2 separate regions of the Mus musculus genome follow, and region 1 is linked to region 2. The links are chromatin contacts, called in public HiCAR-type maps. All regions are on one chromosome and are shown on one strand. Each heading gives the region's core, a stretch centred on a gene start, on an enhancer-like site or on the middle of the called end of the contact. The rest is flanking DNA. Distances are from core to core; before and after follow the strand shown.

The links. HiCAR-type assays count read pairs that join an accessible place to other places.
Region 1: a HiCAR-type map of kidney shows a contact between it and region 2, with 2.0 times the contacts expected there. The contact joins the promoter of Kazn here to the enhancer-like site in region 2. A contact is called at or near these places in 4 of 115 datasets of contacts at active chromatin or transcription factors (embryonic stem cells, extraembryonic endoderm stem cells and kidney) and 2 of 9 other capture datasets (adipose tissue and embryonic stem cells).

The regions. Positions count from the first base shown.
Region 1 is chr4:142,212,400-142,218,035 of GRCm38.p6, reverse strand. It overlaps Kazn (kazrin, periplakin interacting protein), which reads left to right and starts at 2,578. Exons shown (of 18, transcript NM_144531.3): 1 at 2,578-2,589; 2 at 2,778-2,779; 3 at 2,782-2,783; 4 at 2,786-2,795. The coding sequence starts at 2,578.
Region 2 is chr4:141,992,136-141,997,936 of GRCm38.p6, reverse strand. All of the region lies in intron 2 of Fhad1 (forkhead-associated (FHA) phosphopeptide binding domain 1), which reads left to right. Among named protein-coding and RNA genes, the nearest start is that of Fhad1os1, 12 kb to the right of the region's middle. Within about 2 kb of position 4,091, at least 76 of the 459 cell types and tissues checked have an H3K27ac peak or open chromatin away from gene starts, as enhancers often do. A contact at or near this core is called in embryonic stem cells and kidney, where this site is marked.

The DNA of each region.
Region 1 (5,636 bases), core at 1,329-3,828, 220 kb before region 2:
AGCTTATATAAGTACACATTCATGCATGAACACACATACACAAAATAATAAAACATGAAGGGAGTCCCAATTCAGAGATACCCAGGTTTAGCTCTCAGCAGAGCCTAATCCAGGGATGCGAAGAAACTGGGAAGGAATAGTTGGCGAGCCAGCCTCTCAGAAGAGGCAGTGGCATTGTGTCATAAGCTCTGTGTGTGACTCCTTGTACCAAGAGCCTAGGATAGACCTGTCAGCCCCTCACATTTGGATGAGCCGTAGTTAGCTTGATGCTGCTAATAAGAGCCAAAACAATGTTTCCACAGAGGACTGGAGGAGGTGGCCATCCTGCCCAACCAAACACATGATAGTAACTGGCTCCTCAGAGCCATCAAAAGCCCTCCAGCTTGGAGGCTGTGGTGTTAGTACTTGTTTGTACTGGTTAATACTGGTTACCTGTTCAAGATTCGTTCACCTGCTCCCCTCCCTGGCAGACTGTGTAGTCACCGGCTACCCCACCCATACATCATCCACCCCCCCAACCCCCGTGTATTTGATGCTGGAACCTCCCAGTGAGGGATGTGTGCAGCTTAGGATGCCCAGGTCTCTGGAAGACCAGGGAGACCCATGGTCCCAGGTGACAGTCCTCATATTAAATTTGAGTCTGTCCCTACACTCAGGCTTCCTACAGTCTCCTTCGCAGGGCAGGGCTTTTGACTGCAGCACCAGAGAGCATAGTCCATAGTCATTGCACACCCCTGTCCCAGGAGAAAGTTAGAGCTCTGAGATAGTGAATGTACAGCTCAGCTCCATGCGCCGCCCCCCGCCCCCAGGGGATGGGGTGGGGAGCCATGGCCTCTGAGGCAGCAAGATGACTGGCCATTAGCCCAGGGTCCTCACAGGAGCAGTTTAATATGCAGGGCAGGCCGGTTAAACACACCCCAAAGAAATAAATGATTGTGTGAAGTTCGAGAAAAAGAGGTAGCCTCACTTGGTTCCCCCACCATGCCCAGCCGCACCTACACTGGGGTAAGAATTACCTTACCCAGGGGCTCTGCAGGCCTGGGGAGGGGCTGTGGGGGGAGAGCATGAGTGACAATATCAATTAAAGGTGGTAGTCCTTCCTGTTTGGGAGTGGGACTTCAGAGTGGCAAAATCACATGACATGGGAGTCCTTGAAAGCTCCAGCCCCTTCTCTGCCAGCTTTGAGGGACAGTGGCCACAGGGTGGGGGTAGGGGTGGGGTGCTGTTGAGACAGGCAGAGAACCTAACTAGTGGGGACAATAGTGGTCTGAGAAGAGAGGGTTGTTTCCAGTCCCCCCTCCCCGCCCCAAGCAGGACCAAGACAGAAGCGGGACAAGCCAAGCCTGAGAAAGAAAGGTCCAGGCCCAGGGAGGTTGCATTAGTTAGCCCTGGAGCTACCTTGGCCTGTCTGCAGCCCTACTGACTGGCTGCACACACCACGATTGAGCTTAAGAGGCTATGTCTGCCAGGCACGATGGCACCTGCCTTTAACTCCAGCACTTGGAAGGCAGAGGTTGGCAAACTTCTGAGTTCAAGGCCAGCCTGGTCTACAGAGTGAGTTCCAGGACAACCAGGGCTACACAGAGAAACCCTGTCTCGAAAAACCAAAAGAAAAAAAGAGGCTATGCCTATAGTCTGACACCCTCAGGAGAGAGCAACCCTGGTTTACCCACCCCCACTGTGTCCCTCGGCTTCAGTATCCCTTAAGATGCTTTGATGGCTTATCTCTCAGGGTTCATGTGACAATGGAATACCAATGCCACAAGGGGCACTCTAGAGGGCCAGGGTGGTGTTGCTGGTACCATCCAGGCAGAAGTGATCAACAGCCTTGAATGTGCCTGTCAGCCAAGACGCTTCTCTTCACCTCTGTACAGTGTAGCACGGGGCAGGACCTGGACCACTAGGAAGACCTCACCCTCTGCCCTGGGCTGCCAGCATCCCTCTCCCCACTCTGTTTTCGGGCGCCCACCCCTCCTCCACTATCTCAATTGACCTTGCTTCAAATATCTATCGAGCATCAACCATGCCAGCAGCATAGGACTTGTCCCAGATCCTGCAATAACAAGGCCAGCTCGGGCCACCCACAGAGAGGCAATGAACCTTACCAGAGTCTCTGAGTCTCTGCACAGGGTTGCCTTGTGGCCTTAGGGAAGGATCCTGACACCTAGCAGGGGCCACCAGGAGAGCAGAAAGGATGGCAGCTGTAGTCTCTACAAGGCTAGACGGGACAGTAGTGATCGTTCCTCTGTAACTCCTCTCTGTGCCTGGGGCCTCTCTCATGTCCACGTGTATATATGCCTCAAGTGACCCTCCTGGGAATATAGGTCCTCTTTTGTCCACAGTCCAAAAGCAGAAGCCAGTTTACAGAGCCACCGAGGTATCCTTATGAAGAAGCCAGCTGGACAGCACAGGTTACCTCGGGCTGAATGGCTCCCTCCCTAAATTTACTTTGCTGGAGAAGGGCAGAGTCCGAGCTCAGGAGCAGGTATATGCCTGGCTGGTGACCCAGGTGTACTTCCATAGTAGGTAGCTGGCGACAGTCCCTGGGCCCAACTTCCTCACACAGGTCCCTCTGCTCCGAACTCACAGGTTCTGCTCTCTCCCTTGACAGGGTCTTCTGACTACAGGGCCTTGACTGCTCCCTTAGCTGGCCCTGTAGTCAGAGAGGCTGTGGCTCAGGTTCCTTAGGTGTTGAGACCAGAGCCTTCTCTGAGAAGACAGAGTACACATTCTCTATCATAATATTGAGCTAGGCATGGTGGCAAACTTAATTCCAGCACCACCAGAGTCTGGTGGATAGATCTCTGTGAGTTCAAGGCCAGTCTAGTTCCAGGATAGCCAGAGCTATGTAAAAAAAAAAAAAAAAAGACCCTGTCTCAAAACAAAACAAACTGCTGGTGATAAACCGCCCTTGACCCCATTTAGAACTTTCCAAAATATTTCTATCCAGTCTGTGGCAGTGTGTGTCCTGTGATCGCTATGAATGCAGCCCTACGTGATGTGGTGAACTTAATTAAAACTATGAAAAATAAATATATAAATTATTATCATTGTGGTTATTGTTATTATTACTTTTACTATGGCTATTGGCTCCATTGTACTTCCCAGGGCCTGGACTTTGTAGGTAGCAACATTGTGTCACAGTGTCAAAAGGCAGGGCAGAGCCTGAGAGACAGTTGCTTTGTTTAATGTTTGCTGAAGGCCGGGAAACCAGTCTTGGCTCCATTTTCCCCATTCAAATCAGATGCCAGGGGTCCACATCAGGAAGTAGAAGAGCCAAGACTGAGCTCCGCTAACTGCCTTGAGCCGCCTGGCCTGCCTCTGTCTGAAACACCCAGCACCGTGGACACACGCCTGCCAGGGCCCTGCCTGGAGCTGGCACCATGGCACATGTGACAAGATCCTATCTCAGTCTCTGAGGAACAGCACATTCTTCTCAGGAGCTGCAGAGACCGTGAACTTGGGGCAGGGGCTGGGACCCACCATGGGGAGCAAGAACAAGCAAGCTCCTGAAGGAGTTGGAGGGTTGTGAGGATGAAGAGAGCACATGACTCCATTGTCACATCAGGACTGATACTGACCTGGGCTCTGCTGCTAAAGTCACCCACAGGCAGTGTTCCTCTCCAGAGCCTTCTTATTTTGGTTAGCAATGGACAGTAGGTGGTCTGACCACTGTGGAGGTCCCCAGAGTTCCTGCCCAGGACTCTGTAGCTCTCTTAGCATGCCTGGGATGTTTATATAAGGAAAGCAGCAACCATTACTGTTCCCAGAGTATGTCTCAGAACTTGGAACTAGACTGCATGCTAGAAGCTGGAACAGGGTGCTGATGTTGTACCACCCAGGCCCAAAGCCTGGCCCCGTTCTTGACTCTCTGTGAGCTTGGCCCTGTCATTCAACTCCCCATCTACCTCCAACCCCCGATCTGTGAAGCTGACGTGATAGTGATAGTTGCTATTTCATGGCTTATTGTGAGGACTGAGCTAATGGAGACATTGATTGCCTCCATATTACTAGGTGGCTGTTGCAGCTCCTGCCATTAAATCTACGCTCTGAAGATAAAATATGGAGAAAAGATTCAGTTTTTCTTGTCTTTAAGTGGCATTCCTTCTTAAAAACATTTTTTTTTCCTATACGCTACTGACAAGAACTGGTCACAGAAGCAACCTTAGTTGCATCAGGAACTGGGAGATAATATTTCCTTAAAAGCAGAATTCTTGCAGACTAAAGGGGGCGGGCTATGGAGTGGCAAGTCTCAGCTCCCATGGTCACCGATTATGGACCTGCCCTTTGAAGAGAGTTCGCTGCACCCCCTCTTCCTCAGGGAAGGGGCACCTGGGGCCTCTTGGGTTGGCAAGTTAGCTCCATGGGTAGCGATCAGCTCCCGGAGGCAAGAGTCTCCCGGCAACTGTTGCCTGAGTGTGGCTTCTGTTGGTCTCTCTGTGCTCCCGACTGCTCCCTGCGTAGCGGTCGGAGGATTATGCTTTCCCCATGCAGAGGGGTACGGTTCATGGCATTATTGCTTTTCTGTGCTTGGACGAGGGCAGAGCAGTCCTGGGAGATTCCTTTGAGCAGGGCACGAGTGTGTGGCTCAGCAGCTGCACCTTCTTCCGGTCATCCCAATGCCTGTCTGTGCTGGCTGGAATGCAGCGACCATAGTCTGTACTGAGCACTGTCCTGTGCCTTAGTCTCCTGCACCTGAGGACAAGCGTGGCCTGCACAGCTGAGAAACTTGGCTCACTTCTTAATTAATTCGAACCCAGTAAGCTGCCAGTTGTGGCTAGCAACCGTTGAGCTGTGAAGCTACACACCGGCATCCAGAGTCTCTGTTCCCATATATTAGCAGTAACATTCATCTAGATTTACAAGGAGCACTACTCCCCTCTAAGCACCCCTAAAAAGGCCCAGAGATGGATAGCGTCTTGTCCAAGGACACACCGCAAGGTACCAAACCCTCTCAGGCAGAAAGCCAAGCACACCTTCCAGGTCCTTCATTGTCCATGGTTTCTGATCCGAGTGTTCAGTCCCCTCTGCGTAGAAGGCAAGGTGAGCTGTGCGTATTGGTGGTGCTCTGTGAGCAGGGTGCCAGGCACATTAAAGTGACTTGGAGTAAGGCTGGGATTGGAACTCAGGGCCTTAAGCATGCTGGGCAGTTTCTATCCCTGAGCCACAACCCAGCCTCCATTTAAATTTCCTTCACCCCATTCACAGATAAGACAACTGAGGCCTGTAGACACAGTCCCTTCCCTGTGCAGTGATCCCAGAACCGCCACGTGACAGGTTGGCTCTGATCATGGAAGGTGCGGGGCAGAGTCTGCAAGTTGTACAGCCTGCCCGGCCAGTGTGGGTGCTTAGTAAGCTCGCAGGAGCCTCTTATTTTCCCTCGGTTGTTTTTCCAGCCTGGTTTTCTGAGACTGGGCCCTTTCTAGGTGTGCCAGGTTCCCATTGGCTGCTTCAGAGCTGGGGCTGCTGGGCTGGAGGGTGAGGCCCTTGTGCCAGCTACACCTGTTCCAATGCGTGTGCTGCCAAGGCCACCCCTATCTCTGCTCTTGGCCGAGCTCAAGTTTAGCAACTGCTGTTCTTTCTCCATCTTCACCCATTCCCTCGGGGTGTTCTAGCAGTGTCAGCCCCCGGGGTCA
Region 2 (5,801 bases), core at 2,842-5,341:
AATTCAATTTCATCCCTGTGTGGTGGCACTTGCCCTTAATCCCAGCACTCAAAGAGGCTGTGCTGGGTAGCCTGTGAGTTCAAAACCAGCCTAGTCTACATAGGGAGTTCCAGGACAGCTAAGGCTACATTGAAAGTACAATGATCCTGCAAAACAAACAAATAAGCAGACAAATAAAAAAAACTGAGATCCAGGGCAAGGAGAGACTTTGTTTCAAAAGGAAGGAAGGAAGGGAAGGAGGGAGGGAGGGAGGAAGGGAGGAAGAAGGGAGAGGAGAGGGGAGGAGAGAGGATTCTGTACACACACAGACACACATGTGTACACACATGCATACACATGTATATACACACATGAACACACAAGTGTACACACATGCACACACACATGAATACACCAGCCTTATTTTAACATAATTATAGAAAGGCTGTAACGGTAACTGTTCACTGACACTTTTTCCAGTTGCCCCACTGTCAACAAATGTCATGAACACAGATAGGATCCACTGTGTTTCATTACTATAACTGCACCCCAGGATCCACACCCCAGCCAGGACCTATGCTGCATTCAACTCCTGCACCCCACACTATGCAACATTTTCTCTCCTTGGCAGTCCTGAGGAGTCCTGGCCAGACATCCTGGAGACTGTCCCTTAGTCTGAATACACCAGATACCTTCCTCTGATTAGACTGGGTCAAAGCTTTCAGAAGGCCCTGAAAAACTAAGGTGACATAGACTTAGTGCCCCACCCTCTCAGGGGCACCCGATGTCTACTGACTCCCACAGGTGTCACCTTCTCTCTGGATGAGGGCGGTGCCTGCCAGGTTTCTCTGTGGTAGAGTCATTATTTCTGCTTGGAAACAAGTAGTAAGTCACTAGTTATAGCTCAGCCTCCACAGGGGACCTGAGACACCTATGGGGGAAGTGTAGTCACAGGGATTTCCATTACAGAGGTTTCTGCCTACCCTGAGATCTTCTGCAAGAAAGATTCCTCCTCTCTCTCAGTGTTTATTTTACTCCCTTGTATATAGCAGGACAGTCTCGGGTCTATTTACTTTACACATTGAATTATAATTAACTGTTATTTATTTCTATGGAGAGTGTGTGAGGCTTCAGAGCATGTGTGGGTGTATGTGGAAGCCAGAAGACAACCCTCTGAGTTATTACCATCTGCCTTACCTTGAGACATGGTCTCTCAGTGGCCTGGAGCTCACTGGCTGGGCAGTGAATCCCAGGGATCCTTCTGTCTCCACTTCCTTGGTGCTACAATTAAGCGCGTGAGCCAGCACATGGGGCTTTTTATGTATGTGCGTGTTATTATTGAGCTTGGGTCTCTGCGCGTAGGCAGCAAGTTGGATTTTACCAACTGTGCCATCTCCCTAGCCCCTGGCCTGTCTTTTATCCTGGCACGCAAATTGGTCTAGCCTTGGATACTGAGTGCTCCTTTCAGGCCGGGTGCTGGTCTCTGCAACACACCCACACCGTTTTCTCAGTTGCTTTTGTTTTGTCTTGCGGTTTCCCTGTTTTCTGCTATTGCAAGAATCCCTGGGGCTCAGGGCATCCTTTTCCCTGCCCCAGCCCCAGAATCAGCCAAATCCCCTTTTTTGCCAAGTGTGAATCCAAGGTGGGTGGGCAGACGCCATCAGTGTGTGTCTGGCACTATGCCAGGCCCCAGACCCAGCCAGCAACCTGTCAGTCAGCGTTTAATCAGGAGCTCTCTGGAAAAAAAAAGAAGCCTGTGTGGATAGCATGGGGTTACCGATAGAGTGCAGAACACATCCCCTACAGTCACGTGGACACTTGCGGTTGTGACTCCCAGACCACACTAAGTCTCAAAAGTGTTGCCATTGGGTTTTGTCTGCAAACTTGGATCCCCACTCCAGCACACAGTGACAACGGGCACGTGAGTGAGTTACGTAGGCTAAGTATTGGTGGGGTCCATGTGAAAGAAGCCGTGATGGGGAGGGACCTCACCTGTCCATCAACAGCCCCAACTCCCAGTAGCCTTCTCTGGTGCATCAAATGCTAGCTCCACGTACCGGAAGAGCGTGTCTGCCGTACAGAATGTAGCGGCTGCAGATACAACTCTTGTCCCCTGTATTGTTAATGTTTTCTCCATCACTGACTTTGCAGGGGAGCGGGGGTGGGGCAAGTGTGTGTGTGTGTGTGTAGGTGCACTCTTGCCTGTGGAGGTCAGAGGTTGATGTTGGGGGTCTTCCTCCATTACTCTCGACGTTAGTCAGGTCGTTCCCTGAACCTGGAGTCCACTGTTCCAACTTGACCACTCACCCAGAAGGCTGTGGGGATCTATATGACCCAAACAGCAAGGTTCAGTGTGAGACCCCGTCTTAAAAAAATGATTAAGATGGAGACGCAGTTGAGGAGGACACCCCAATGTCAACCTCTGGCCAACACGCACATTCACACAGGCAAATACACATAAACACATAAACACATGTGCACGCACACACACACATGCACATACACATGTGTACACACAGTTTCTCACTCACACATACACACACTTGTATACATATGCATGCCAGTGCGCATGCACACACACACTCGCGCACTTTTTTAAAAAAATAAAGGCTGTCATTCACCCTAGGTGTAGTCAAGGAAGGTCTGATGCTCAGCTAACTCTTTGAGATCCATGGTGCTTGGGTCTCTCTCTCTCTGTCTCTCTCTCTCTCCCCTTCTCGCCCAGGCACTCACTCCCCCTTCTCTCTGAAGTTGGGGGCTGCATAATCCTAAAACCACTGAGCCACACCCCGTTCTGAGGCACCACCTAGGTCTCATCTAGATTGAAAGTTGACTGACAGACATGGCCTTACCAGTGTACACATGGCTGTTTAGAACATGCATACCTGAGAGGGTCCTTCCTGGGGACTTACAACAGGGAACAACAGCACATCCATTTGATTCTACCGCAGACACCTGCAGCAGTGCTTTAACTCTCGAGGGCGGTGCGCTAAGAGAAATAAGCCAGTCATAAGATGACCCAGCTCAGGTCTGGAGAGGTGGCTCAGCAGATAGGAGTATGTACTGCTCTCTCAGAAGACCCGAATTAGGTCCCCAGCACCAACTGCTGCTCCTACTCTAGGAGCCCTGACACCTCTAACTTCCATACACAGACATAAACACATCATCTTTAAAAACAAAACAACAAACAAAAACCACATTGTTCCATTAGCCCATATTTGAGTGGGTAAAGGGGTTCGGCTTGTATGGCTTACGCAGAGCTGTCAAGGTCAAAGAGAGAGAAAGGAAAAGGGGGAAGGAAAGGGAGTAGAAAGAACCTGAGTTTATAAGACACAGTGCAAAGCAGCGTGAGTGATATACTGAACACTACTCATAAGCACGCTTTAAAAATGCCTACAACAGGGTGCATTTGGGGTGTTCTTTGAGACACATAGCCCTCAGGCTCTACCTGCCTCAGCCTCACAAGCTCTGGGGCTACAAGTGTGCACCCCCATACGCACCACATTTTCTGGGGTTTGGCTCATTTGCAATTTTTCAGAGCTCTACTTCCCCTCTCCTCCCTGGCTCCTCCTCCTCCCCCCTCTCCTCCCTGGCTCCTCCTCCTTCCCCTCTCCTCCTGGCTCCTCTTCCTTTCCCCTCTCCTCCCTGGCTCCTCCTCCTTCCCCTCTCCTCCTGGCTCCTCCTCCTTCCCCTCTCCTCCCTGGCTCCTCCTCCTTCCCCTCTCCTCCTGGCTCCTCCTTCCCCTCTCCTCCTGGCTCCTCTTCCTTTCCCCTCTCCTCCCTGGCTCCTCCTCCTCCTTACCCACTCCTCCCTGGCGCCTCCTCCTTACCCTCTCCTCCTGGCTCCTCCTCCTTCCCCCTCTCCTCCCTGGCTCTTCCTCCTTCCCCTCTCCTCCCTGGCTCCTCCTCCTTCCCCTCTCCTCCCTGGCTCCTCCTCCTTCCCCTCTCCTCCCTGGCTCCTCCTCCTTCCCCTCTCCTCCTGGCTCCTCCTCCTTCCCCCTCTCCTCCCTGGCTCCTCCTCCTTCCCCTCTCCTCCCTGGCTCCTTCTCCTTGGTGTTGCTACCTTCTCAAGTCCAGAGAGTCAGCTAGGAGATCCTAGGGTCTAGCCTAGTACGCTCAGCCCTGATTGGATCACATGTTCCTTGAACAAACCCTTAGAGTCAAGTCAAAGAATGTGGCTGACTATTACTTAGTCCCTCCCATAAAACAGGGACAGGGAGATTGCCTGGATCCAGTGGCACAGAGTGGGTCCTGCCTGTGGTCTGGGAGGTGGCGTTACTCATTGCTCAGAACTCTGGCAGTTGGTTCACCGAGATGCATTCTGTCCACATGCTCAGCAAGCTTCTATTAATCCAGTTAGAACAGTCTAGAAAAAAAAACTGAGGCCAATGGGCCCAGCTAGGAGGAGGAGTCAGCCTTGTTCCCTTCCTGGCAACAGACTCTAAGTGGGTCAGTGGGTCAGATTTCCCAGGTGACTCGGATTCCCTGGATGCTTTTCTTCTCCATAGCCCTGAGTCTTCTGGGAAGCCCAGGATCCTTGACCTGTTTTAGACCAGGTCAGGCCCCTGTGCAGCGGGCAGCCTTCTTTTGATGGAGACACTGCAGAAGCAATCTCGGCAAGCTCCAGTTTAGAACATTCTATCTGTTCCTCATGGGTCCAGTGTTCAAAAGGAGGAACAGTAGCCTTCCTAGTGCAGGTTGGTACTTGCAAAGTATCCTGGGTATTCCCAGAGAGAGGAGACAGAGGCAGGGCCTGGGCATACCATGTAGGGGGTGGGTAGGGGGGATAGACATAGAGAGAACACAGAGAGGGGAGGGAAGAAGAGGGGAGGGGAAGGGAAGGGAGGGGGGGAGGAGAAGAGAGGGGAGGAAAGACAGAGGAGGCAGGAGACAGGGAGGCTGAGACCCAGAGCCTGGCCCTCTCCAGTGTGCCCTGAACTTGGATGACTCATCCAAGGGCGTCATGGGAATAGGTGAGCCCTGTGCAGCAGACAACAGCGCCGTTGCCGTCATCACTGAAGGAAAAAGCACAGGGGAGACACCTCATTACAAGTTCTGCGTCAGCTCCACACCATATTGCCTCTCCCGGGTGGATGGACCCTGACGTTCCTCCTGGGGGAAGCAGCCAGACACCTTCATGGGCTCCCATACTCAAGGTGCCTGCCAGTGAGGCACCTGCTGCAGCCAGGTGTTGGGGAGGCTGAGGATGAAGGCGGGTGAGGCAGTGCCCCACCCCACCCTCGGAGTTCCCAGCCTTGGGAGGCGTACACAGCCCACAGTGTGCTGTTACTGAGTTCTCGAAGACCGAAATATATTTACATATGCCTTGGCCAAATGCTGTGGTTCGTTCCCTAACCAATTCATAACTTAATCATCCCATTATGCTGTTCAAAGTTCGGCCCTTTGGCTGGTTACCTGGTCCTCAGTTACATGCGATCGTCTTCCTCTGTGTCTGGGGCCGAATCCTCTGTCTCCAGCCTGTTTCTTCCCCCATAGTCCTATCTCTGTCCTGGAACTTCCACCCTCCCTAGTTCCTGCCTAAGCCAATAGGCCAACAGCATCTTTATTGACAGGTGATTCTTCTTCCAAATAGTACTAGAGATCCTCTCGACACTAGTGTGGATAGAGGAATTGACTTGTGGGGGAGGGGAGGGTCCCTGGGGCTGGCCTGACTCTCAGTTACCTGCCTCACCCTTCCCTTCATGCCCCTGTCTGTGCACCTAGCGCTCACTCGCTGCAGGAGCTGCGGATATGGATACGGGGTGGGTAAAGAGGAGGGAAGGCCTGGTCCCTGCTGTGGCATCCCGTCAGCTCAGAGGCTCA